Linked DNA regions of Mus musculus: all the other regions are linked to region 7. The links are chromatin contacts, called in public HiCAR-type, HiChIP or PLAC-seq and promoter capture Hi-C maps. All regions are on one chromosome and are shown on one strand. The core of a region is the stretch at or near the end of the contact, and the rest is flanking DNA. Distances in the headings are between cores, read along the strand shown. Region 1 overlaps Micu2 (mitochondrial calcium uptake 2). Region 2 holds the start of Mrpl57 (mitochondrial ribosomal protein L57). Region 3 overlaps Micu2 (mitochondrial calcium uptake 2). Region 4 holds the start of Zdhhc20 (zinc finger, DHHC domain containing 20). Region 5 holds the start of Sap18 (Sin3-associated polypeptide 18). Region 6 holds the start of Lats2 (large tumor suppressor 2). Region 7 holds the start of Rcbtb1 (regulator of chromosome condensation (RCC1) and BTB (POZ) domain containing protein 1).

Region 1 (3,222 bases), core at 305-2,804, 1.2 Mb after region 7:
CACCAACAGGAATAAAACATAACAACGTATAACACATAGCCATTTCTTCTTACTGTGCCTGTCTACGGAAAGCCACCTTCACTCTCCTGCTTCAAGAGAAGTCTGGAATGCCATCACTAGACAATCAACAGCAAAGCACCAGAGGCGTGCCCAGTGCCCCAGGGTTCTGAGAATAGCCTTGTCTCCTTGGCCAAGGCTCTGTCACTGTAGAATTTACCATGAGACATAACTCATGCAGTGAAGATTTCTAATTTAGTCTGGAGTATTTTGTTTCATATACAATAAAATCTCCTTCATCCGGAACAAAGTAGAAAGTTTGTAATGAGTGAAAATTTCCAATCGTAAAGTTTTCTTTAAGAGAAGACATTCAGTCGTGGTACAGAATGTTCAGAGGCAAAGCAATTTTATTTCATCCAGATTATTACCAATTCCAAAATAAGGGCCCCAAATGAATAGGTCTTACTTACTACATTTTGTCTAACGCAGTGTGTGTGTGTGTTGGACATTCTGAAAGCTGTAATACTGTAAGAAAGGCCCTTCCTGTTCCCACTTTATTCTTGAGAAAAGCAGAGGCCAAAGAATGTTCAACAAAGAGCAGAGAACTTACTTTTTGTAATTTGTCACTTCATGGATAAAAAGTAGAGACAGAAGGGTGAAGCACCTGTTGCTTTAAAGGCAATAAATGAGTGAAATGTTTTAACAGAAGTCATCAGCTTTCAAAGATCTCTTTCATCCACTTCCCATCACTCACTGCTCTTAATTCCTTTGTCACATTTTTTACTGCATTACACGTAATCCTTGAAATCCATGGAGCATTTTGTATATAACTAGAACCATGTGGGCAGGTCTCACATGGGCAGTATTGCCCCAAATTCCAGCATTTTTTTTTCTTTTTGGTTCCTTCTTTCCCACATATTTAGTCTTAGATGCAGCTTTGAGGAGCAGTCATGGGGGTGATGGGAAGAATTTCACCGCCACTCACCATCTTCCACCTAGAAAGTCTCTGAAGGTTCTCCCTAGGTTTAGGGTAACAGCCTCCAGCAGGCCCCGAGCAGCCCTTTGATCTCAGCCCTGCATTCTATCCCTCCCTCTTCCTTCCCTAGGAGCTGGCTCCTCAGACAGCTGCTTTGCAGTAGAGTCCTCTTATTTATATGTAACCGTATACACTGGCCAACAGAGTCGATTTGTAGAAGCACCTTGTGAAACCTTGTTCAGATAAAGGGTAAGATTAGTGGTGTTTATCCATTCCTTCTGGAATCGTTCTGTTTATAACAAACAGGTTGAAGTAAGAAGAGACAAAAATTTCCAGTCTCCCAGGTTAAATAAGTTTAGTGCTAATACACGATGAGTGGATGTACAGACAGAGTCCACTCCTCCTCCTCCTCCTGCTGTTGCTGCTGCCACCCTCAATGCCACACATTACAGTACAAGGACAATATGGCTCTGGGTTGTTTGTTTGTTTGTTAACATTTTGTTCTATGGGCTTGAGAAGGATATAATCTCATGGAGGCCAGAGGACAGCTAGCAGGAGACAGCTTTTTCCCTCTGCAGTGTAGGCTTTGCAGATTTAATCAGGTCATAAGAGTTGGCAGCAAGCAGTTTTGTCTGCACAGCCATCTTACTGGCCATTTTAAGAATTCTTAGAGCTAATTCTGTCTAGCCCTGTACTATAGCTTTTTGAGGGTGTGTGTGTGTGTGTGTGTACATGTGTGTGTGTTTAAACAAGCTTTACAAGGTTGAATCCAGCAATATATCATATTTGAAAGCCTATTTTAAAAGACCAAAATTGATCAGTCTCTCATGAGATGTAAACTTATTAAAACATGCATGCACACATACAGGCCAGTGAGAAAAAAAATATTTTCCCATTTGATTTATAGTGGTCTTTTTCTCTGTTTTTATTTAACTTGACCAGACAGATCTGTTTTCCAGTGTGACTGCTGTGCTCTCGAGACATCCATTTGCCTCACTGACTTCAGAATCTCCCATTTTCTTTTGAAATGTAGTTTTCATTGATCCCTGCTGCCTTTGCCTTAGTTTTTCCCCCACAGAATTTTGTATAGGCCTTATCTTAGATTTTAAACAGACATTCTAGCTAATTATGTTATTTACCAAAAAATGATGTGACTGTATTTCCTGATTCTATCCATCCTGACCTAAGTACTTTTCTCTTTGCATTATGCTATCAGTTGAAGAACATAGCAGTGTTAGTAGCATCTGCTATATAGTAACTGAGTACATGTAAAGTGCAGCTGACTACACTGGGACATATCCTATGGCCTAAATATGCTTGGGGGTTCTCCCTGTGCTCAGGTTGGGAGTTATATCCAAGTGTGTTGGGGGTGCCTTTTGTTTCATCTGTTCTCTCATTTTGGGGTATCTGCCAGTTTAGCTTCATAGTTCCTAGGTCACAGTTATTCTGGCCCTGGCCTGGACAGGACATGGGAGGAAAAGGCTGACTTTGGGCCTTTGGTGGGCACAGTGATGGGGACATCAGTAGGAATAGGAAGTACTTGTTTTTCCTTGGCTTTGTACAAACCAGAAGCAGACACCCCTTCATCTGTCCCTCACCACCTCACAAGTGCAAACTGCAGTAGGGGTGGCCCTCCAAGTCAAGCCATTAGTAGCCTGTGCCTGGCAGCTCCACCATCTGCCGTGGCTCGGGAGGTCACCGGTGAACTCATGCACCACACTGTTCTCCCTGCAAGAAGAGCCTGGGTCTGCCTGGGTTACCCTGCACTTTCAGACACAAGTGTACTGTATGAAAATCCTTTAAGGCAAGCTTAAAATCTTACATTTTTAGCATGGCTGTTTAACTTTGGGTGTTAGGTTTTTGGGGAAGTTAGAAACAATTAAGAACTTTTACTTACTGAGCTCATGAATTTGTAAATTTTTTAAATGACTTTTTGCTTTAAGTAAGAGTGAGTTGTCTTCAGGAAGGTGCATTGTGCTGGTTTTTGTTTTGTTTGGGTTGAAGAAAACTAGCATTTGGATCCAGTGACTCCAGATTTTATTTCCTGGATTCTTCTATAAAATGAGAGTAAAACACAAAACCCAATGTGGCTAGGAAGTGGGACCAGTACACCCGAGCCTCCAGCTTCCTCAGGTGCTGATCAGCGCCATTAGCACTGAAGCGACCCTGGTGCTTACAAGGACTTTAGGTATGGGCAGCAGCCTTAATCATTTGCCTTAGGATAACTTACTAATTTTGTAAGCAATGGA
Region 2 (3,243 bases), core at 359-2,858, 1.4 Mb after region 7:
TACTTCACACGTCCACTCACAGAATCCAAATTCTAAAAGAAAACACTCTTCTTTTGGGAAATGGTCTCATCTATCTCAGGCTGGCCTCAAATTTGCATGGAAGTTGACCTAACACTTCAGATCCTACTTCCACTTACAGAATGCTGTGAAATCAAAGGCAGGCTCTATTCTAGAGCAGTGGTTCTCAACCTCCCTTACACTCTTTAATACAGTTCCTCATGTTGTGGTGACTCCAACCATAACATTATTTTCATTGTTACTTCACAACTGTAATTTTGCTGTTATCATAATACAAATCTCTGATACTCAGCCTCATGAAAGGGTTCTGCAACCACCACAAGGGGTCATGCCCAACAGGTTGAGAATGGCTATCCTAGACAGAAAGTAAGAAAACACCCCTTGTACAACAAAGCTCTAGCCAAGTACCTCAGCCTTAAGACTCATCAGTTTGTAGTTTTACAGCATTTAAATCTAAAAGGTGCAAGGTATGGTGGCACTTGCCTTTAGTCACAGCACTTGGGAGGCAGAGGCCAGTAGATCTCGGAGGTCAAGGCCAGCCTAGCCTATACAGCAAGTTCTATGGCTATATAGTGAGACAAACAAAAAAAAAAAAAACCCCACATTTTACAGAAGGGCAGGGAACCATGCCTGTAATTCCAGTAGCTAGGCACAGGGAGGGCTGCTGCAAGCTTTAGGCCAGAAAAAATAAAAAACAACCCTGAAAATAGACCGATTATGCACATATGGAGCCTCAAACAGTCTCTTTTGGCCTTCTGAGTCTAGGTCTTACTAACTACATCAGCAAAGATTTTCCTGCCTCCACCTCTTAATGTTGGGATTACAGGTGTGAAACAAACGCCTAGGTAGGGTCCCAAGTATTCCGTATGAGACAACTATTAATCAATCATGTTTGCTTTAATAAGATACTGGTCGAAGGGGTCACACTGGTACATAAATTACATTTTCTCAGCTCCAGGACCAAGTAAGGATAGAGCAGTCCGGTATCCATAATCTTGAAGGGTTAGGACCATTTCTTCGAGATGTTGAGATGGTCTAGCTGGTCTGCAATGTATCTATGCTTAGGGAACTTGGAAGTGGCCGCTGCCTTGATGGCTTCAAAAGCCTGGGCCCGTCGCTCCGCGGCGTGGCCGCACTCCTGCTCTGCTGTCATGTAGGGCATGCTGAGCCAGTAGTGGTTCTCGGCCTCCACCTCCAGGCGACGGATCATGCTCTCCTTCGCTTGGAAAGACACGGTACGCGGCCGCCGGTGCTTCCCGATCCACTGCCTGCCCGGAATGCGGCCGCGGAGGAGGACAGCGGTGAGGAACATGGTGCCTCCTGAGGAAATGACACGAAAGCCGCGGTCGCTGAGCCCCGGACCCGGGAAGCGAGCAACCGGCGTGCCAAGCTTGCGCCCACATCCCGCGGCCGAATCCAGAGCACGCTCGGCCTCTCGCCGGAAGTGAGTGGCCGGGAGCCGACTACACTGCAGGATATGGGGGTGGGGGCTCCCCGAAAACCCACCTCGCGTACCAACCGGCCCGGGACACGCTCCCCTCGGCGCTCCGCGTCCCCCGACCGATGCGGCGGCGCGCTGCTTCCGGTCTCTCTGGGGCCCTGATGCTAGAGTTCCGCTCTCGCGAGAGACGCCTTCTGCGCCTGCGCAGGATTCAAATGTGTAGCGCGTTCGTTCGAGGGGACTGGAGGTCAGCAGTCGGCTCGGCGGCCCTCAGCATGAACCCCATCCAGAGTTTCCACTGTAAGCTGCGGGGTCTGGCCACCACGCTGGACAGCGAGACGGCCCGGCTGCTGAGAGCGCTGGACGGCGAGGACAGCGGTGAGTGGGCGCGGGCGGGAGAGTGCGGTTCTCAGCGGGCGGTGTCGTCCAAGGGGCGTAGCTGATCTGTGATGGAAACTGTGCGGACAAATTCTCCTTGTGGCCGCAGGCGAGCGGGTGGTTGGGTGTTTGTTAACAACATCCAGTGGCAACTGTATTAAGACGCACTAAAACCCTGTTTTCTGTACGTGTAAAGTCATTTCGTCTCACTCGAATGGGCCCCTATTGAAGCAAGCATCTGCATTTTCTCCACTAACACTCTATTTGAAGTACAAATACTCGGCACTGCTGTTTTTTTGTTTGTTTTAAGATTTGTTTATATATGTATATGAATGCTCTATTTGCGTGGATGCAGGCACGACAGAAAAGGGCAGCAGATCCCATTATACATGGTCGTGAGCCACCTTGTAGTTGCTGGGAATTGAACTTAGGACCTCCAGAATTGGAGCCAGTATTCTTAGCCACTGAGCCATCTCTCCCGCCTCTTGTTTTATTTTTTAATAATAAAATTAAACATCATTTCTAACTTGTACTAGAGATTTTTTTCTTTTTTCTTTTTTCTTTTTTTTTTTTTTCGAGACAGGGTTTCTCTGTGTAGCCCTGGCTGTCCTGGACCTCACTTTGTAGACCAGGCTGGCCTCGAACTCGGAAATCCGCCTGCCTCTGCCTCCCGAGTGCTGGGATTAAAGGTGTGCGCCACCAAGCCCAGCCTGAGATTTTTTTAAAAAGTTGCAAGGTCACGGAGTGGCGTCCGCCATGAATCCCAACACTCAAGAAGCTGAAGGAGGTAGATTTTTGCGAGTTCCAGGCTAGCACCTGACCAATCAACCAGGCTTAGTGAGACCCTGTCCAAAAAAAAAAAAAAAAAGAAAGAAAGAAAAAAAAGAAAAAAAATCGATGCAAAAGTAGTTCAGATTTTGAGATTATCATAAAATGTCATAAATGTAATCTGTCTCGCACCCAGTAGGTCGAATGTAGTGGCACTTGCCTTTAATCCCAGCACTCTAGAAGGCATAGGCTGGCAGATCTCTGAGTTTGAGGCCAGCTTGATCTACAAATCGAGTTCCAGGACATCCAGGGATATACAGGAAACCCCTGTTTTGAAAAACAGAAACAAAGCAAAAATTGCACCCCGTAGACACAGATTCCTCTTACTTATAACTAACTCTCCATTTGGAAATGTTTTGGAGACTATAAAAGTAACATGTACTGTAGGAAATTTCAAATACAGAAAAGTAAAAAGAGTATATGTATTTTCTATTTAATTCGTAACAGACATCACTTACTGTTGTAGCTTTTTTTTTGTAACTGTTCTTATTTTAGGGAATTAAAATATGCTTTATTTGTTTATGTTGTTGAGCTAATTCGGCATACTATACTAAAGTTCATTAGTATTTCAACTGTAT
Region 3 (3,057 bases), core at 227-2,726, 1.3 Mb after region 7:
TCCCTATTCCTCCCTGTTCCTTCCTCCAAGATTAACAGAGCTCAGCCCCTTGCCTTGAGCTTCAAGTGCATCTCCTCTTATCATTCCATGGGTCAGCAGGCCAGGAAATCTGCCAGGAAACTCTGCCTGGCAGGTAGGCTTTCACAGAAGCAGGCAGAATGGCTCCTGACAACAAAGAAAAGGCATGGGGTGAAGAGCAACTGAGAGCTCACATCTTAATCCACAGGCAGGAGACAGAGAAGCACATGGGACATTGCAGTCTTTGAAACCTCAAAGTATGACACACCTCCTCCAATAAGCCACGCCTCCTAACCCTTCTCAAATAGTTCTACAAACTGTGTGTGGATTTCAAGTGGTGTGTGTTTGTTTTATTTGTGTTTGTTTTGAATAAGTGCCTTGCCATACTGTGTGGACGGATCTTATACTTGGGAGCTCAAGTGACCTTTCACCTCAGCTGTGGCTGTTTCTATTCTTATGTTAACTTGGATCCCCAGAATTGTTTGCATAGGAATTTGTATATCCACACATGAGACATTGAGGGACCCTGCCCCAAATTGGTTCTCATTGGTAAATAAAGATACTGGCAGCCAAAGGCTGGGCAGCACAGACAGAGGCAGTAGCCCATGTAAGTGGAGGGGAATGCTGTCCAACTGGGTCCAGGGCAGCAAAGATGAAATATAACATTTAATAAATAATAACTCAGGATTATCAGAGGGAGGTGGATTAGCCCCTGTGGGGGCGGAGGGGGGGGGCAGTGTTTACGAAGATGGTGCATTTCTTTAATCCCAGCATCCCAGAGGCAGAGGCAGATAGATCCTGAGTTCAGTGCCAGCCTGGTCTACAGAGCAAGTTCCAGAACACCCAGGATTACACAGAGAAACCCTGTCTCAGAAAACAAAAATTTTTACATTAAAAACAAGGAAAATTTACAACTTTGCTTAGATACAAAGGAAACTTATGTAATCCCAGAGACGTTCCTAGTATTAGAGAATAGGAAGTCAGATATTATACATATAAATGTTTCTCCTGGGCTGTGTCAGGCTGACAGCTGGGGCAAATTACGATGTAATGGATTCTTTTTAAATCTGTGACTACAAAACACTTAAAGGACCCAAGACTTCCCTATTCAGTATCAGAGAGCTTTACAGGCTAGTCTGTTGATCTCTACAAAGTATCTGAAACTTTCATCTGTTTCCAAATCACCCTGCACAATTTAATGGATGCTTACAGAAGATGCAGGATTATTGGGTCAGAGCCAAAAACCAAAAACAAACAAAATAAAAAACAACAAAAAAAACTAATACTCATCACACAACAATAGTATGAGCGTCCTGTTTGGGAAGGTTTCCCCTTGCCCATAGCAGCTGCTCTGAGAGTCCCAGAGGAAAGCTGCTGTGTGTTCATACACAGCCCAACCCGCTGTCTTTCAGAAGAGGCAGGAAGCAGCGTGTCCTGACCTGTGCTGCAGAAGCAAGCATTGTTTTCAATGTGTGGCAGGAAACAAAGCCGTCCTCTGTCTGGGGAAAACACTATGTATTCAAGGCTGCCCATGATACATCCATCTATGGAAAGATGTTCAGGAACCAAACAAGGCAATTGTGCCTCTGTTGAAAAGATATTTAAGAAGTGTTGTCTCCCACAGCAAGAGGCCACCCAGCAGCACACCAGACACGTGAGGAAAGGACCTGTGCTAGATAGTTTTATATCAGCTTGACACAAGCTAAAGTCATCTGAGAGGAGAGAGCCTCACGTAAGAAAATGCCTCCATAAGATCAGGCTGTACGAAAGTCCATAGGGCATTTACTTCCTCAGCGATTGTTGGGGGAGGGCCCAGCCCATTGTGGGTGGTGCCATCCCTGGGCTGCTGGTCCTGGGTTCTATAAGAGAGCAGGCTGAGCAAGCCATGAGAACCAAGCCAGTAAGCCCTTTCCTCCCGAAGTTGCTTTGGTCGTAGTGCTGCATCACAGCAAGGGTAACCCTTGCCAGGGCAGGACATGAAGTCACAAGGAGAGAAATCACAGTGTCGAACCTCATTTTGAGGTGGTCCAAGGTCAGGTGGTAATGAGATGCCATTTTTACCGATCAGAAGAGCCTAGCGTGCACAAGCTTCTGAGTTCGCCCTCAGTGTGGTGAACAGTAAGAAGGAGACATCAGAAGGATTGTATTCCATGCCTGTTTTAAGATCATGATATGATACACAAAGAAATTCTCCTTGTTTCACAACTGTGATGACAAATTCACTGTGGAAAAAAAAGAAAGCAACGTGCAGAACTGTGTGAAGAGCTTGTTCCCGGGTTCAGCCTGGCAGTTTGTGTGGTGTGGGTGCACGGCCGCTTTTGTGGGAGCCGTGTATTTTTGGAAGCACAGAGGCATTGTTGGTGCAGTGAGATCAGAAGAGGGGTCGCCCTTCCTGCCAACATCGTCCAGAGAATCTGATACCTTCTGGCCTCCGTGGACACCAGGCATGCAAGTGGTGCACAGATAACACCATACACATAGGGAAAAGAATTTTTTTCATTTGTTGCAGTTTTACAAATAAATCTTTGGTTATTCCACAAAGACCCACAGAGGCTGAGAGCAGTGCAGCTTGAGTAGACGCATGCGCACAGACTGGAGGGCGCTAGGGCCCTGCCGAGACAAAACGCGGAAGAACATACCTTCAGATTAAGAGCTTTGAACGTGTCTGTGTGTACCTGGAACCCAGCCACTCCTGAGACTGAGGGGAGAGGGGTGAAGAGGTAGAAATCAGGGCTGGTGAGATGGCTCAGTGGGTAAGAGCACCCGACTGCTCTTCCGAAGGTCAGGAGTTCAAATCCCAGTAACCACATGGTGGCTCACAACCATCTGTAAGGAGATCTGACGCCCTCTTCTGGAGTGTCTGAAGACAGCTACAGTGTACTTACATATAATAAATAAATAAATCTTTAAAAAAAAAAAAGAGGTAGAAATCAGCCCTTGAAGGAGGAAGTTTTTCTCTCTGATTTCTTTTTACTGGAAAAAGCTTTTTAACCTGGGTTTTGTTTGTTTTTTTGTTTTTTTTTTTTAAATTTTTTTTTT
Region 4 (3,005 bases), core at 438-2,937, 1.3 Mb after region 7:
TAACCACTGAGCCACCTCTCCAGCCCCTGAGACAGCATTCTTAATACTAGTTTTTCTGTCAGTCCTAATTCTGTCAAAACCACCCACCACCCACACACACCTCACTGGGAACTGAACCTATCACCACACATGAGTTTTATGTGGTCTTCCACTGGGCTCCATCCTTAGCCTCCAGATTCCATGTTGTATCTTAATTCTTTGAGACAGTTTTTCTGGGAAAATAGCTGAATTTTACCCACCTTAGTGCCCTAGAGTTGGGTCAATTTTGCCACTAATATGTAGTCAAAAATTTGAAGTCAGAATATGTTTGCTTTTTTTTTTTTTTTTTTTTCTCTAGACAGGGTTTCTCTGTGTAGCTCTGGGTGTCCTGGAACTCACTTTGTAGACCAGGCTGGCCTTGAACTTAGAAATCTACCTGCCTCTCTCTCCCAAGTGCTGGTATTAAAGGTGTGCACTTCTGGGTCCTAATGTCATCTTTAGGGCATGTTGCAATTTTCTTATTGTATACATGTTACTTTAATGTAACAGTAGTGTATGGTGACTAAATATTAATACTCATTTTACTAAGTCTTTATCATACTATAATAGCAGTTACCTTCTTCTTGGAGACTTTAGTAAATAGTCTGTTTTAGCTGACCTCAAACTCACAGAGTTCCACTGTCCTCTTCCTCCTGAGTGTGTGGAATTAAAGGCATGTGCCACTATGCCCAGGGCCAAAACCCAAACCAACCCAAACCAAACTTAAAAACTTTTCATTTGTCCTCAGACAACCCCTGGGCCACACATCCTCATGAGCAGTGGTCCATGCACATCCGCACATAGAATGTAAATAAATGAATGTACTGTGTTTTAAAAGAATGTATGAAATTATTCCTAATGATTGTACATTATGATGTTTCACAGCAAGGCTTCTAGATTCTAAGATTGCAGTCATTACTTAGCAATCTCCAGCTGTAAATATTTGAAAATCCCACTCCAGGAAAGGGCTGTTTCTATATTCTGCTTTCATGGTGTAACCTTAAATGTGGACTCCAAATCAAACTGACCTGTTGTATATGGCTTCCACCTTAAATCTCAGGCTCCTACCAATTCAAACAAAACATGGTGGAGAGAGCGATACGTGGACCAAATTATCCCAGGGGATTCTTCATTGGAGACACATTATAGTCACAGGAGTCTTATATTTAAGTATATATAATATTTTTCTTGCTTGCACGCTTGAGTGATGCACAGCCTTATGTAATAGGGAACCCGACTTGTATGGGTCCTGAAAGACCTAGGGGAAGAGTGTTATACAGAGTGCCACCCAAGGCACACAGGGCAGCTAAGAATTCATTCCTCTCCCCTTGCGCATCCCCATCCCTCTCGTCACCCAGTCCTAGATGGCCTCCTACACATCCTTAGCACTCTCCTCTCTTTTCCACCAAGGCACCCCCAAATCCCATGGGCGGGCCTGAGCAGAAGCCCCGCCCCAACTTCAGGCCCCGCCTCCTTCGGCCGGGTAGCCCCACCCCCTACGGGGATTGCCAGGCGCGGGACTAGGGGCGGAGCGGCAGGATGCGGGGCAGGGGCGGACCCGGTCCAGGCGCCGGGAGGGGCGGAGTTGCAGCGTCGCCCTTCACAGCTCGCAGCGGGATGAGAGGCGGGCCCGGAGGCGGGCCCGAGGGCGGGGTCAGGGGCGGACCCGGGCCAGGCGCAGGGAGGGGCGGAGTTGTGGCGTCGCCCTTCGCCACTGCTTGCGGCGGCGGAGCCTCGGGGGCGGGGAAGCTGGCGACAGGGCCGCTGGGGTCTTGTGGTCCTACAGAATCGTGGGCAGCGGGACCCGGCAGTCAGCAGAGGAACATGGCGCCCTGGACACTCTGGCGCTGCTGCCAACGCGTGGTGGGCTGGGTTCCGGTGCTCTTCATCACCTTTGTGGTCGTCTGGTCCTACTACGCGTACGTGGTGGAGCTGTGCGTGAGTGAGTACGGGAGGCGCGGGCGGCGGGCCGGGCCGCGGGTGGCAGGCCGAGGCCTCGGCGCCGCGTTCTGATTCCGCGGGGCGGCCTGCGCTTCCCCAGCCCGTGGGTTCCACGTCCGAGGGTTCCGGCCCGCGCTTCTCCGGCGGTGGGGGCCCCTGTCCGTGGGTTTCTGCCCACGGCTCGCTGCTCGAGGGGTCCCGAGTTCGGGCCTGCGCGCCGCCCACGCTCCAAGCTTCCGGGTGGCTGCAGTCGCCTTGGGGCTCCCACCCTTCTGTGACGGAATGCTCACAAAGGCCTTTCCTTTTGAACTAGAGAACCCCTTCTGAGACGGCTTGTGAGGTCAGTTTGGCTAAAACACACGCACACACGCACAAAGAAATCTTTTCCTCCCAGATTGTTGCTCCCCAAACTGCGCGAGAAGAAGCGCGTAAGCTGAAAGCAGCCTGGGGGCCTGGGAGGGAGGTGTGTCTCCCGGGTCTGCAGTGTGGGCTCAGCCCCTGGTCTGAGCTGTATTTGACCCTTTTTAATATTCATCTGGGGGTCTCAGTGCTGGATTTACACAAAATGTTGTTTTGAGGCACAAGGAATTGAACAAGAGAGGTGCAAGCTCAATGACTTTTTTTTTTTGCCTGTTTACTTTGTAGGTTTGTATTGCTTATACCTTTAGTTTTAGGGCTTTGGTTTAGTTTTACTTTTGCTATTTTTCTTATTTAATTTTTTTTACCGTATGGTTCTTACCTGATTTCCTGGGATAAAGGAATAGCGTTGCATTATACTTACATGACTTAGCCGATTGGTTCATTGTCATTAACACCCTAGGCCATTACTATGTCAGTGATACTAAATAATTGCCTGTAAGCTTTGAGTGTGCGTTCTATACCTACTGGCTCTTTACTGTGTTCGTCTCCCGTCAGCATTATTAAATAAAACCCTAAGAAAAAGCAGTCCCTTGGTTTCCCAGAAGTGATGTGGTTTTAATTTTCAGACAGAGCCCTCGGTTATCTGAAGGACAGATTTTCTTTGGGGAAAAACATACGGGGTAAAT
Region 5 (2,953 bases), core at 351-2,850, 1.4 Mb after region 7:
TGCATAGTTCAAGTAAAATCTTATTTTTTCATAACTGTATGTAGTTCACTGTGTAATAAAATAAGTTATAAAACTTCAGACAACTGTTACCTTCTTATGTATTTTTGCAACTAAATTTTACCTGGCCAGAATTCATACTCTATTCTGCAATTAACTCCGAAATTTTATATATCGTTCCTAGTGAACTTCAATGCTGGCATAAACTCTGATTTTCTTTTGAGGCAATTTTTAAAAATTAAACAAGCTTTTACAGTCTGAGTGCCCTAGCAGAAGAAGGGTAAGCTTTATAGCAGAAAGTCTCAAGAGCATATGCTGAAAGGTGTGTACAGTAAACACTACATTTTTAAAGTGAAAAACTTGATTATTCCAAGATTTTGATATCCATGTGGTTCTGGAACAATCTCTACAGATAACAGAGAGATAACCCTCTTTAGAAAGCTGGGCTCACGGAATAGAAAAGCAGCACTTAAGCAAAGTCCGGGCAAGCTGGAAAATTCATTTGTTGGGGGACACGGAATTTTAGTATGTGGAGAGTGGCTTAAATTCAGCCGCTACTCAGTAGTTTTCCCTTATAAATTCAATCACTAGCTCGTGTTTTGGATGGGGGTGGGGGGATGGGGGGTTGTTTGTCTGTTTTCCCGAGAAAGGGACTCTTTTGTGGTGTATCTTACCACCGCAACAAAAATGTATTAAAATTCGCCTTTGCTGCTTTTCCAAAGCTATTACAGTGTCAACCTGACACAATCCAAAGGACAAGCCTGTAACGGTCCTAGCTGCGTGGGTCCTGAGCAAGGCAGGTACTCGGAGATGAAACACTTGGGACAGCCGTCCTCACCGTGCAAACACCAAACGCTTTGACACCAAGGGCCGGGGCAGAAAGGGCTCGGTGTTGATGGTGCTTTTTAATATCTTGGTGCTGCGTGGCTCGAGGCTTCCCATTGCCTCCACTCTGCGAACACGGTTCACTCAACAGCCATCTCCCTCCCCGTCCTCTACCATCTTATCCTACCGCACCGTAAGCTACCTACGTATCCTTTTGTACCGGGCGGCCACACGGCGAGAGCGACGCCGGTCAGTTCACTCTGACCTAACGTTTCATCCCCACTCCCGAAAGGCGTCACACGGCGGGCGAGCCCGCCCTGGCTGTCCCCGAGGACGCAGCCCGCCAGGCCCGGGTCCCGCGCGGCTCACCAGGTGTAGATCTGCAGCTCGCTCGAAGGCACGTTCCCGCGGGAGAACTCGTCCATTCGGTGGTGGCGGCCGTTGTTGGTGGTGAAGACCCGCAGCAGGAGCGGGCAGGTCTGCGGAGAAGCAGGGAGTCAGCCTCGGGCGCGCCATTTGGCCTGCCCGCCCACCCGTCCGCAGGCCGCGCCCGCCCTCCCGCCAGCTCGCCGCTGCTGCCACCTCTGCCCCGCAGCCGCCCGCAACCCGCACCTTCTCGCGGTCGATCGGCTTCTCCGGCTCCTTCTTAATTTCCTCCTGGGTAACGCGCGACTCCACCGCCATCTTCCTCCTTCGGCCCGGGAGACGCTCGCCCTGACCTCCGACCCCTGCGGCGAGCATGAGCTAGTCGTCTCTCGCGAGGAAAGGCACGAGGTTTTATAGGAAACGAGTGGCAAGGCGGGGCATCGCATGGCGCAGGCGTATTTCCGTATGTGTGGGTGCACACGCACGCACGCGCGCGCGTACGTGTTGCCTTGGGGAGAGGGGTGGGGCACACGCATGCGCAGTGCTCTACAGGCGTCTTGATCGTTCTTAGTTGTTTTCTTACGTGCTCACTGCCCAGGTCAGCTTAACGTAATATTTTCATGCGTAGTGATGAAAATGTGTAGCGATCACGAAAAACTTAAGAAAATTCACATGACATGTAAAAATATGAACCAGGTAGTCATAGTGATGATAAACCGACTGAACTGGTTAATATGGACCCCCAGTGCAGAAAGGTACTGCAAGGCCAGCGAAATGATACCTTTTCTGTAGATGATGGGGTAAAGCTGTCTGTTTAGGGGCTATGAATGAAATAGGCTCTTTTTATGTCACGCAAAATTCAAGAGAGGCAAATCCAGCGGCATGGTGATGCATACCTTCACCTGGTCTTCAGAGTGTCAGGACAGTCAGGGCTATGTGGAGAGAGCCTGTTTCAAAACAAAAACTACAAAAGTATCAGTGAGAAAGACTGATTGAAAAAACCTTCATGCCGGCCAGTGGTGGCGCACTCCTTTAATCCCAGTACTTGGGAGGCAGAGGCAGGCTGACTTCTGCATTTGAGGCCAGCCTGGTCTACAGAGTGAGTTCCAGGACAGTCAGGGCTACACAGAGAAACCCTGTCTCAGAAAAAGAAAGAAAGAAAGAAAGAAAGAAAGAAAGAAAGAAAGAAAGAGAGAGAGAGAGAGAGAGAGAGAGAGAGAGAGAAAGAAGGAAAGATAGAAAGGAAGGAAGGAAGGAAGAAAGAAACCTTCACAATATGCTATAGATACTAAAACATAAACCCCATAGCTCCATTTTAAAGCAGTTGCTTTAAAAATGAAATCTAGACAGTAAGCATGTAAGGTTCGGAATGTCACTGCTAACCCAGAGAGTTCGTTAAAGATCTGGTGACTGCTTTTAATAGATTGCTTTACAAACAAATCGGATGTAGTATATCTGCAAAAATTAGACACTGCCAGTAGCAGCTGTTGGCCTTGGCACTTCTGAACTCCGGTGAGAAGGCAAGCTGGCACACACTTTGGATTCTTTAGGGTTCCTTGCTAGTCATCCTCTAGTCCTTACAACCCCTTCTTGCTGATAGACTCTAGAGAAAATCTTTGCTAGGAGTATATCCAGAGACATTATGAGAATGCTCTTCACTTGAGGTTCTTACAGAGGACCAGGCTACAATTCAAAACACCTGTAACTCCAGTTCCAGAGGCTCTGATGTCCTCTTCTGGCTTCCTTTGGGCACTGCATGCATGTG
Region 6 (3,051 bases), core at 434-2,933, 1.5 Mb after region 7:
CCTGCTGTCCAGCTGTCCTTGGCTTTTCACTATTATAAATAGTGCTGTTGCAAAGAGTTCTTGCTTATTTGTTTGTTTCGTTGTTTTTGGACAGGGTTTCTCTGTGTAGCCCTGGCTGTCCTAGAATTAACTCAGTAGACCAGGCTGGCCTCGAACTCTGAGGTCAGCCAGCCTCTGCCTCCTCAGTACTGGGATTAAAGACATGCGCCACCACTGTTTGACAAAAAGAAAGTTATTTTTGTTCTTTTAAAAAAAAGATTTATTTTTATTTATGTGTGTGTCTGTGCTAAGCATATGCACATGTGTGTGTGCATTTACCCACAGAACAAGGCATTGGATCCCTTGGCACTGGTGTCTCTGTCTCTCTGTCTCTCTCTCCCTTCCTCCATCCCTCCCTCCCTCTGCACCCCTACTTTCCCCCTCTACCGGGTTTCTCTGTGTAGCCATGGTTGTCCCGGAATTCTCTCTGTAACCAGATTGACCTTGAACTCAGAGATCACCTGCTTTCCTGAGAGCTGGGATTATAGGTGTGCATCACTAACCGGCTTCCCTAACATTTCTTAGAGCAAGAGATAGGAACTTTTAACACACAGTGAAGGTTGCCAGTGCGCTTGGGGAGATGGGGGAGGAAGTTCCCAGGTGAGTGCTAGACTCCTCTTTTACAGAATATTACTTGATGCATTGGTTTCTCATCACGGTGCAAGATGTCAGTGTAGCACACAGGGTCAGGCTGACTAAAGAAAATGAGGCTAATCTGCAAGAGGCTTAATTATTAAAGTTCAAAGGACAAAGAAATGAGAATCTCTGGAAGAAGCCTTAAGGGAATTAGAGAGGTGGGGGTGGGGGTGGGGGTGGGGGTGGTGGTGGTGAGGGGCAGTCCAGGACTAAAGTCTGTTGAGGCAGTTAAAACAGTCCTGACAAGGGTTCTTCTGACAAGACAGCCTGAATTTGGCACAGGAGAGGGGGCTCGACTTCCTTCCCGAGGACAAAAATAAAAACTGGTACAAATGATCTTCACTCTTGTGAATTTCTTCCGGAATTGAAACTTCAAATGTCACGTTTGCTAATTAAAGAGGAAGTCTGGTTGACTTTTAAGACTATTAGTCCCCACCATCACTTACCACAGATCGTAAGTTGGTGGGGAGTGTGACGTTAGACAGCCAATAGTAAACGAAAGACTTTGCTTCCACGCTGTTATTTCTCAGCGTCTGTCCCTGGACCAAATCCCCAAATGGAGGATAAAGGAGTGGCCGAAGTGTAAACGCCAGTCTCCTCGGCTGGTTCGTGCAATACTGATGTGTTTTATAAAACCATAAGGCACTTTCCTAAAACGTGCCCAGGGAGGGAGCTGGTTAGCCTGCGTCCGGTTAAGCCCAGGCTGTCAGGCGTCCCGGTTTATTATTTGATGCCCGGGTCTCAGCAGCCGGCTGCACTTTCCGTGGCTGGCACCGGGGCCTGTGAACTTACTTTTCTCACCCACTGGTACGAGGCGTTTAGGGAAACCGGCGCTCCCGGGCTGGGGGCTTCCGACGCGAGCCCAGCGCAGGGCAGGTGGCCGCCCAGCCAGGCGGCGCAGGAAGCGGCCCGTGGGGCGGAGCGGGCGGCGGGTAGCAAGGCCGCGGGCGCCCCGCCCGGGCTGGTATGCGGCCGGGAGTGACGCGGGAGGAGGGGTCACGTGACGCCCGTGGAATGCCAACAATGTAGCGAATGTCCCGCTCGGGTCTGCGCTTCGGAACCGCGGCGTGAGCGCCCCGGGAAGATGGAGCCGCCGCCGCCAGCGCCGCCGCCGCTTCCCCGGGCTCCCCCGACCCTCCGGGGTCAGCAACCACTGCCGCCACCGGCGCCCGGTCTCCCGGCGCGCGAGGTCCCGGAGCCGCGGGCCAGGACGCCGCCGAGGGTGTAGAGCGCTCCCGGAGGTGAGGGGCCGCGGCCGGGAAGTTTGTCGGGACAGGGCTCCGCCCGGTCCCACGGGCGAGCTGCCCTGCGGGACAGGGACAACCCGTCCGCTGGGTCCCGGGCGGGTGCGGAGCAGCGGGTGGCGGCGGCGGGGCGGCTTTGTTGTGCTCGCGCGGCGGCGTCCGGAGGCCCAGACCCCGCGTCCCGCGGCGCCGACCCCGCCCAGCCTGGGCCTCCGTGCGCCGCGCCGTCCACCACGCGCGCTCGCGGCCTTGCGCGCTGCACCTCTGGCCCTCGGCGGCGCGGTGCCCGCCCGGTGTCCGGTGTCCCGTCCCCGGCTGCGCCGTCCGGCGGTCGGTGCGGGGCGGTTGCGTAACGTCTCTTTTGAGCCGACTTCTCCCGGGCCGGCCTCCGCCGCGACTCCACGGCCTGAGTCCGTAGCGCTGGTCACGCACGAGCCTCGCCTGCGTGGCCCGGGTCTCGCCCGGGCGACTTCGGCCACCAGCGGCGTGCAGGAGGCGGCCGGGTGAAAACTTATGCCTGTGAGTGTGAGCGGGAGAGAACTGGACGTGCAGATTTTGTTGACAAAAAAGTTTGAGCGAGGACTTTTCACGCCTTTAAATTTCCCCTGCTTGCCCGTAATGTAGCCGCTTATTAGGGAATTTGTACCAAGTCTTGCTCCATATTTTTAGTTTAACCCCAGGTTAGGTCAGTAAATGATGCTCACCAGTTTTGAGTGCTAAATCTGGAGACAAGGCTACTTTTTGTGATTTTTCTTTTCTCCCCTTTTAGCAACTGTTGTAATAAGGCGCTAACAAAAAAAAAAAAATCTTCCAGCATAGGAATGCAGACGCTGCTTAGAAAGCCTGTTTTTAACTTAACTATAGTTAACAATACATTACAGTATTCAGCCTCTCGTAAAATTTTGGTTATCCAGGTATAGAAAACGCTGTTGAACGAATTCACCATGGTTCCTTTGAAATTGCTTAACTTTTACCACACTTCAAAATGTCAGCTTCATATGGTACCAACAGAGGCTGCTATACAGAATTACAGAATCCGAAGTTTTGAACTGAGAGTTTTTCAGCTTCGCCATCTAGTTGGAATAGTATAAATGTAAATTGGAGCTGTGGGTTATTTCTTTCCTTCGAGAAA
Region 7 (3,215 bases), core at 78-2,577:
GTGTAGCTCTGATGGTCCTGGAACTCGATCTGTAGACTTCTTATAAACCGTATATTGTGGCCTAGATATACTTGAAAACTTGAAATTTTTCGTCTATATTGTGAGCCAAATTACATAGTAGATTAATTAACTGACATGTTAGGAAATCTATTCTAGTTAAAGTCCAGCAGTTTTTATCACATCTCTGGATACATATAAGGTAATGTACTGTCTTAAAATTTTTTAACTATAGATCCTAGTTAAGAAAGAAAATGTATTTCAATGTCTTGTCAGGCCTGTAAACGCATGAAGGCCCAACCTTTGTTTCATATGCTTCCTTTTAAGTACCAAATGCAGAAAGAGCAATTCAATTGCATGACTCTCGGATAAAGACCCCAGACTTCTCACTTTCTGGTACACACAGGCACTCAGTTTAAAACCTTAGAACACAAAATTTAAGCTACGAGCTTCATAGCTTTGGTTTCCTGTATATGTTCTGAGATTCGTAGAACTTAACACTTCGGATCATAAGACTTAAAAATCACAGAAGAAACACTTCAAAGATTAACGCATCACTTCCTCTTCAATAGGCACAAAGAGGGGGAAAGGAAAAAAAAAAAAAAAAACCCGCCCCGAAGTACTGGTATTCACACAATGGAGTAAAACCCAGGCCACAGAAGAAGAGAACCTAAATCCTGTTGTGATTTAAATTGAAGTCAAAATTTAAAAGACACTCTAAACTCCCGTAAGGGTCCCGTAAGCATCATCTCATGCCTGCCAGCATTTCTTGCTTTTGATGCTACGCCCGCTACAGCGCACGCCAGTCTCAGAAACTCCGATTGTTTTGCCCACCACGAGCTTTAATCCTCGTAGCAGTAACGGGGCAGAGGCGAGGGAGACTATGAATGTTTCTAAAAGCAAGCTGTATTGTCTTATAAAACTGCAACCCTCGGCTTCGGCGCTCTGCAGCAGTCAGCCTCCCACCGCTAACCTGCGTGCTCCGGGTTCCTCCCCCGCAGGGCGGACAGCGCAGCTCCTCAGAGGCAGGCCGCGGGCAACGCCACGTACTCGGCTCGCCGCACACCTGGGGGAAGCGCCCGCAAGACGGAATCCGCGGGTGCCCGGTGCGGGGTGCGCGTCGCCGGGGAGTCGCGAACGCGCCTGGTGCGCACGGCCCTCGGGAGGGCGCGGACTCAGCAGCCAGCGGCCGAACAAGGCCCTGTCCGGCTCGCCTGCTCGCTCGCCCGCACCGCCGCCCTGCAGCGCTCTACCTGTCAGGCCGCCCGGCCAGGCCCTGACTCCGCTGCGCCGCCGCCGCCTTAGCCGTAGCCGGCTCCTCCCCCCCAAAACCGGGAGCGAGCACAAGCGCCCGGGCCGCCGGTCACGTGGGCGGGTCGCGTCACGTGACACCGGAGCGCCCCGCGCAGCGCGCGCCCTCTGTCTGCTCAGGTTCCCGCTCGGGTTTGGTTGTAGACCGGGCTGCTGGCGCAGCGCAGGGGCGCCGTAGTGGCTCCCGCGAGGACCGGAAGGCGAAGGCGTCCCAGGATGGCAGCAGAGCGTGGCCTTCCTCCCGCTCCGCCCATCCCAGGCCGCTGGTCTTCAGGACACGTGTCTCTGCCCGGTCCGAGGAAGGCCAGGACGCCTAGGTCAGGAGGGCAGAGGCAAGGCTGCTGAAAGCTCTCTCTCTGCCCAGAACTTTTCTTGTGTTAAGCGGGTACAACTGAGGTCCGGAAGGGAGCGGCCGCTTTGTGCTTTGTGCTTTGTGCGTCTATCAGAAGAAGCTTATCAGTTGTAAAGTCCCCTACCGCCCTAGGCTCTCCCATTTGGCACTAGAGACCAAAGTCTACACTTGGCACCCCAACATTCAAGCTATCTTGTTTAGACTCACCTTTCCCTTTTCAGGTCCCAGCGGTAAATACAAATCCCCTTTGTTTTCTGTTTACCACTAAGCAGATGCGGTCCAAAAACCTTTCTGTCAGCACATAGTAACTACAACGTGCTTCCCCCCTATAGAGAATTCTTGTTTCTCTTGAGTACTTTCGGTGGATTACATTTTTAAATATATATATATATACCTTAAATTGCTGTAGGCCTCTCAGGGTTTGTTCATTCTTTTGCCTTGATCTCAAATGTTCAGAATCACCATTTCCTTTCTCAAAGAAAAAACAGGAGGAAGAGGTTAAAAACAGATTTTACTTAGAAATTATTGCAATATAGAAATTGAGCCCTATTTTATACCCTAATGTTTCTTTCTGTTGTACTAGTCCCTGGGTAAAATCTGTTTTTACCAGTTTAATGACTCTGGCTCTGGTTTTTTTTTTTTTTTTCCTAACATTTCCCAAAATATTCATCGGTCTCTCATCTTTCAAAATTGAGGTCAGACACCATCTATTCTTCTTGCAGACTTAACATCTTCAGTTGTTGTAAAAGTTCATTGAGACAGCCTCAGCTACAACTACTCCTCTAGTTATAATACTACATACTCAAAACAGAAAATTCACAATGCAGGTAAATGTATTACTCTGCATCTAAGAGATTAAGTATCTATTGTTACCTGATCTCACATATTATGAACTCTTCATAACAGGGCTATATGGTCTTACTACAATAACTGAGAACTGACTAGACTCTCACTATCAGCCAATGGAAGAGCAACACCAAAAATATGGAAATTTGGTAGACTTGAGGGAGGATAGAAATGGAAAATTATGGGAACATAGGGAAGAAAGGAGTCCCTTACCACAGAGTCTTTCTGAAGCGTTTTGCAGCTGCAAATAGAGTACAATTAATGTTTGTGCTGAAGGTTGCCTACAGAGAGACAGTATTCCTTTTTTATGGAAATATTTTCTAGTAAGAAGGTTAGAATACCAATGAACTATAAGGTCTGAGTGTATCTGTCCTTAGAACACCACCTTACTTCTATCCCAGATGTTTTGTAGGATTCTTAAATGATAATCTTTCTGTGTGTCTCTGTCTGGTCTCTCTTTTGTCTCTCTCTGTCTCTCTGGTGAGACAGACTGTGTGTGTGTGTGTGTGTGTGTGTGTGTGTGTGTGTGTGTGAGAGAGAGAGAGAGAGAGAGAGAGAGAGAGAGAGGGAGAGACAGCACATGCAAATGTAGATGCATGCAGACTATGTGTGTGTGTGTGTGTGTGTGTGTGTGTGTGTGTGTGTGTACAAGCAAATGTAGATGCAGGCAGATTTCATTCGCAGTGAAATATTAACCTCTGTAAACATT

Evidence for each region. Promoter capture Hi-C pulls out the DNA fragments that hold promoters and counts their contacts. HiCAR-type assays count read pairs that join an accessible place to other places. HiChIP or PLAC-seq counts read pairs in DNA pulled down with a chosen protein or histone mark.
Region 1: a contact with region 7 is called in an H3K4me3 HiChIP or PLAC-seq map of embryonic forebrain, with 9 times the contacts expected there. The contact joins the enhancer-like site here to the promoter of Rcbtb1 in region 7. A contact is called at or near these places in 12 of 39 promoter capture datasets (the 3T3-L1 cell line, 3T3-L1-derived adipocytes, the C10 cell line and 7 more), 5 of 115 datasets of contacts at active chromatin or transcription factors (embryonic forebrain, embryonic stem cells, hepatocytes and 2 more) and 1 of 9 other capture datasets (adipose tissue).
Region 2: a promoter capture Hi-C map of liver shows a contact between it and region 7, with 5 times the contacts expected there. The contact joins the promoter of Mrpl57 here to the promoter of Rcbtb1 in region 7. A contact is called at or near these places in 7 of 39 promoter capture datasets (cranial neural crest, embryonic stem cells, hippocampal neurons and 3 more), 1 of 484 Hi-C or Micro-C datasets (B cells), 5 of 115 datasets of contacts at active chromatin or transcription factors (astrocytes, extraembryonic endoderm stem cells, large pre-B cells and 2 more) and 1 of 9 other capture datasets (pancreatic islet).
Region 3: a contact with region 7 is called in an H3K27ac HiChIP or PLAC-seq map of differentiating embryonic stem cells, with 6 times the contacts expected there. The contact joins the enhancer-like site here to the promoter of Rcbtb1 in region 7. A contact is called at or near these places in 10 of 39 promoter capture datasets (the 3T3-L1 cell line, 3T3-L1-derived adipocytes, cranial neural crest and 5 more), 1 of 484 Hi-C or Micro-C datasets (embryonic stem cells), 8 of 115 datasets of contacts at active chromatin or transcription factors (the NIH/3T3 cell line, differentiating embryonic stem cells, embryonic forebrain and 3 more) and 2 of 9 other capture datasets (adipose tissue and embryonic stem cells).
Region 4: a HiCAR-type map of astrocytes shows a contact between it and region 7, with 5 times the contacts expected there. The contact joins the promoter of Zdhhc20 here to the promoter of Rcbtb1 in region 7. A contact is called at or near these places in 12 of 39 promoter capture datasets (the 3T3-L1 cell line, 3T3-L1-derived adipocytes, cranial neural crest and 5 more), 5 of 115 datasets of contacts at active chromatin or transcription factors (astrocytes, embryonic stem cells, epiblast stem cells and 2 more) and 1 of 9 other capture datasets (adipose tissue).
Region 5: a contact with region 7 is called in a promoter capture Hi-C map of pre-B cells, with 4 times the contacts expected there. The contact joins the promoter of Sap18 here to the promoter of Rcbtb1 in region 7. A contact is called at or near these places in 10 of 39 promoter capture datasets (3T3-L1-derived adipocytes, cranial neural crest, frontonasal cranial neural crest and 6 more), 2 of 484 Hi-C or Micro-C datasets (olfactory sensory neurons and uterus) and 4 of 115 datasets of contacts at active chromatin or transcription factors (astrocytes, embryonic forebrain, embryonic stem cells and 1 more).
Region 6: a contact with region 7 is called in a promoter capture Hi-C map of embryonic stem cells, with 4 times the contacts expected there. The contact joins the promoter of Lats2 here to the promoter of Rcbtb1 in region 7. A contact is called at or near these places in 10 of 39 promoter capture datasets (cranial neural crest, embryonic stem cells, hippocampal neurons and 4 more), 5 of 115 datasets of contacts at active chromatin or transcription factors (astrocytes, embryonic forebrain, embryonic stem cells and 2 more) and 1 of 9 other capture datasets (embryonic stem cells).

The regions. Positions count from the first base shown.
Region 1 is chr14:57,976,198-57,979,419 of GRCm38.p6, reverse strand. The region is part of intron 1 of Micu2 (mitochondrial calcium uptake 2); the gene reads left to right. Among named protein-coding and RNA genes, the nearest start is that of Micu2, 21 kb to the left of the region's middle. Within about 2 kb of position 1,554, at least 19 of the 459 cell types and tissues checked have an H3K27ac peak or open chromatin away from gene starts, as enhancers often do.
Region 2 is chr14:57,824,604-57,827,846 of GRCm38.p6, reverse strand. It overlaps Mrpl57 (mitochondrial ribosomal protein L57), which reads right to left and starts at 1,608. Exons shown (of 2, transcript NM_026401.2): 1 at 1,525-1,608; 2 at 1-1,338. The coding sequence starts at 1,330. The coding sequence ends at 1,022. It overlaps Ska3 (spindle and kinetochore associated complex subunit 3), which reads left to right and starts at 1,684. Exons shown (of 9, transcript NM_198605.3): 1 at 1,684-1,837. The coding sequence starts at 1,735.
Region 3 is chr14:57,920,355-57,923,411 of GRCm38.p6, reverse strand. All of the region lies in intron 9 of Micu2 (mitochondrial calcium uptake 2), which reads left to right. Among named protein-coding and RNA genes, the nearest start is that of Zdhhc20, 32 kb to the right of the region's middle. Within about 2 kb of position 1,476, at least 76 of the 459 cell types and tissues checked have an H3K27ac peak or open chromatin away from gene starts, as enhancers often do. A contact at or near this core is called in differentiating embryonic stem cells and stem cell-derived neural progenitor cells, where this site is marked.
Region 4 is chr14:57,889,018-57,892,022 of GRCm38.p6, reverse strand. Zdhhc20 (zinc finger, DHHC domain containing 20) reads left to right here and starts at 1,687. Exons shown (of 13, transcript NM_029492.5): 1 at 1,687-1,960. The coding sequence starts at 1,843.
Region 5 is chr14:57,796,836-57,799,788 of GRCm38.p6, reverse strand. It overlaps Sap18 (Sin3-associated polypeptide 18), which reads right to left and starts at 1,600. Exons shown (of 4, transcript NM_009119.3): 1 at 1,435-1,600; 2 at 1,192-1,301. The coding sequence starts at 1,563. Mir3077 (microRNA 3077) reads right to left here and starts at 1,365; the gene lies at 1,302-1,365.
Region 6 is chr14:57,744,755-57,747,805 of GRCm38.p6, reverse strand. Lats2 (large tumor suppressor 2) reads left to right here and starts at 1,683. Exons shown (of 8, transcript NM_015771.2): 1 at 1,683-1,916. Gm52140 reads right to left here. Exons shown (of 3, transcript XM_030248241.1): 2 at 1,468-2,511. The coding sequence ends at 1,494.
Region 7 is chr14:59,199,340-59,202,554 of GRCm38.p6, reverse strand. Rcbtb1 (regulator of chromosome condensation (RCC1) and BTB (POZ) domain containing protein 1) reads right to left here and starts at 1,327. Exons shown (of 12, transcript NM_027764.2): 1 at 971-1,327.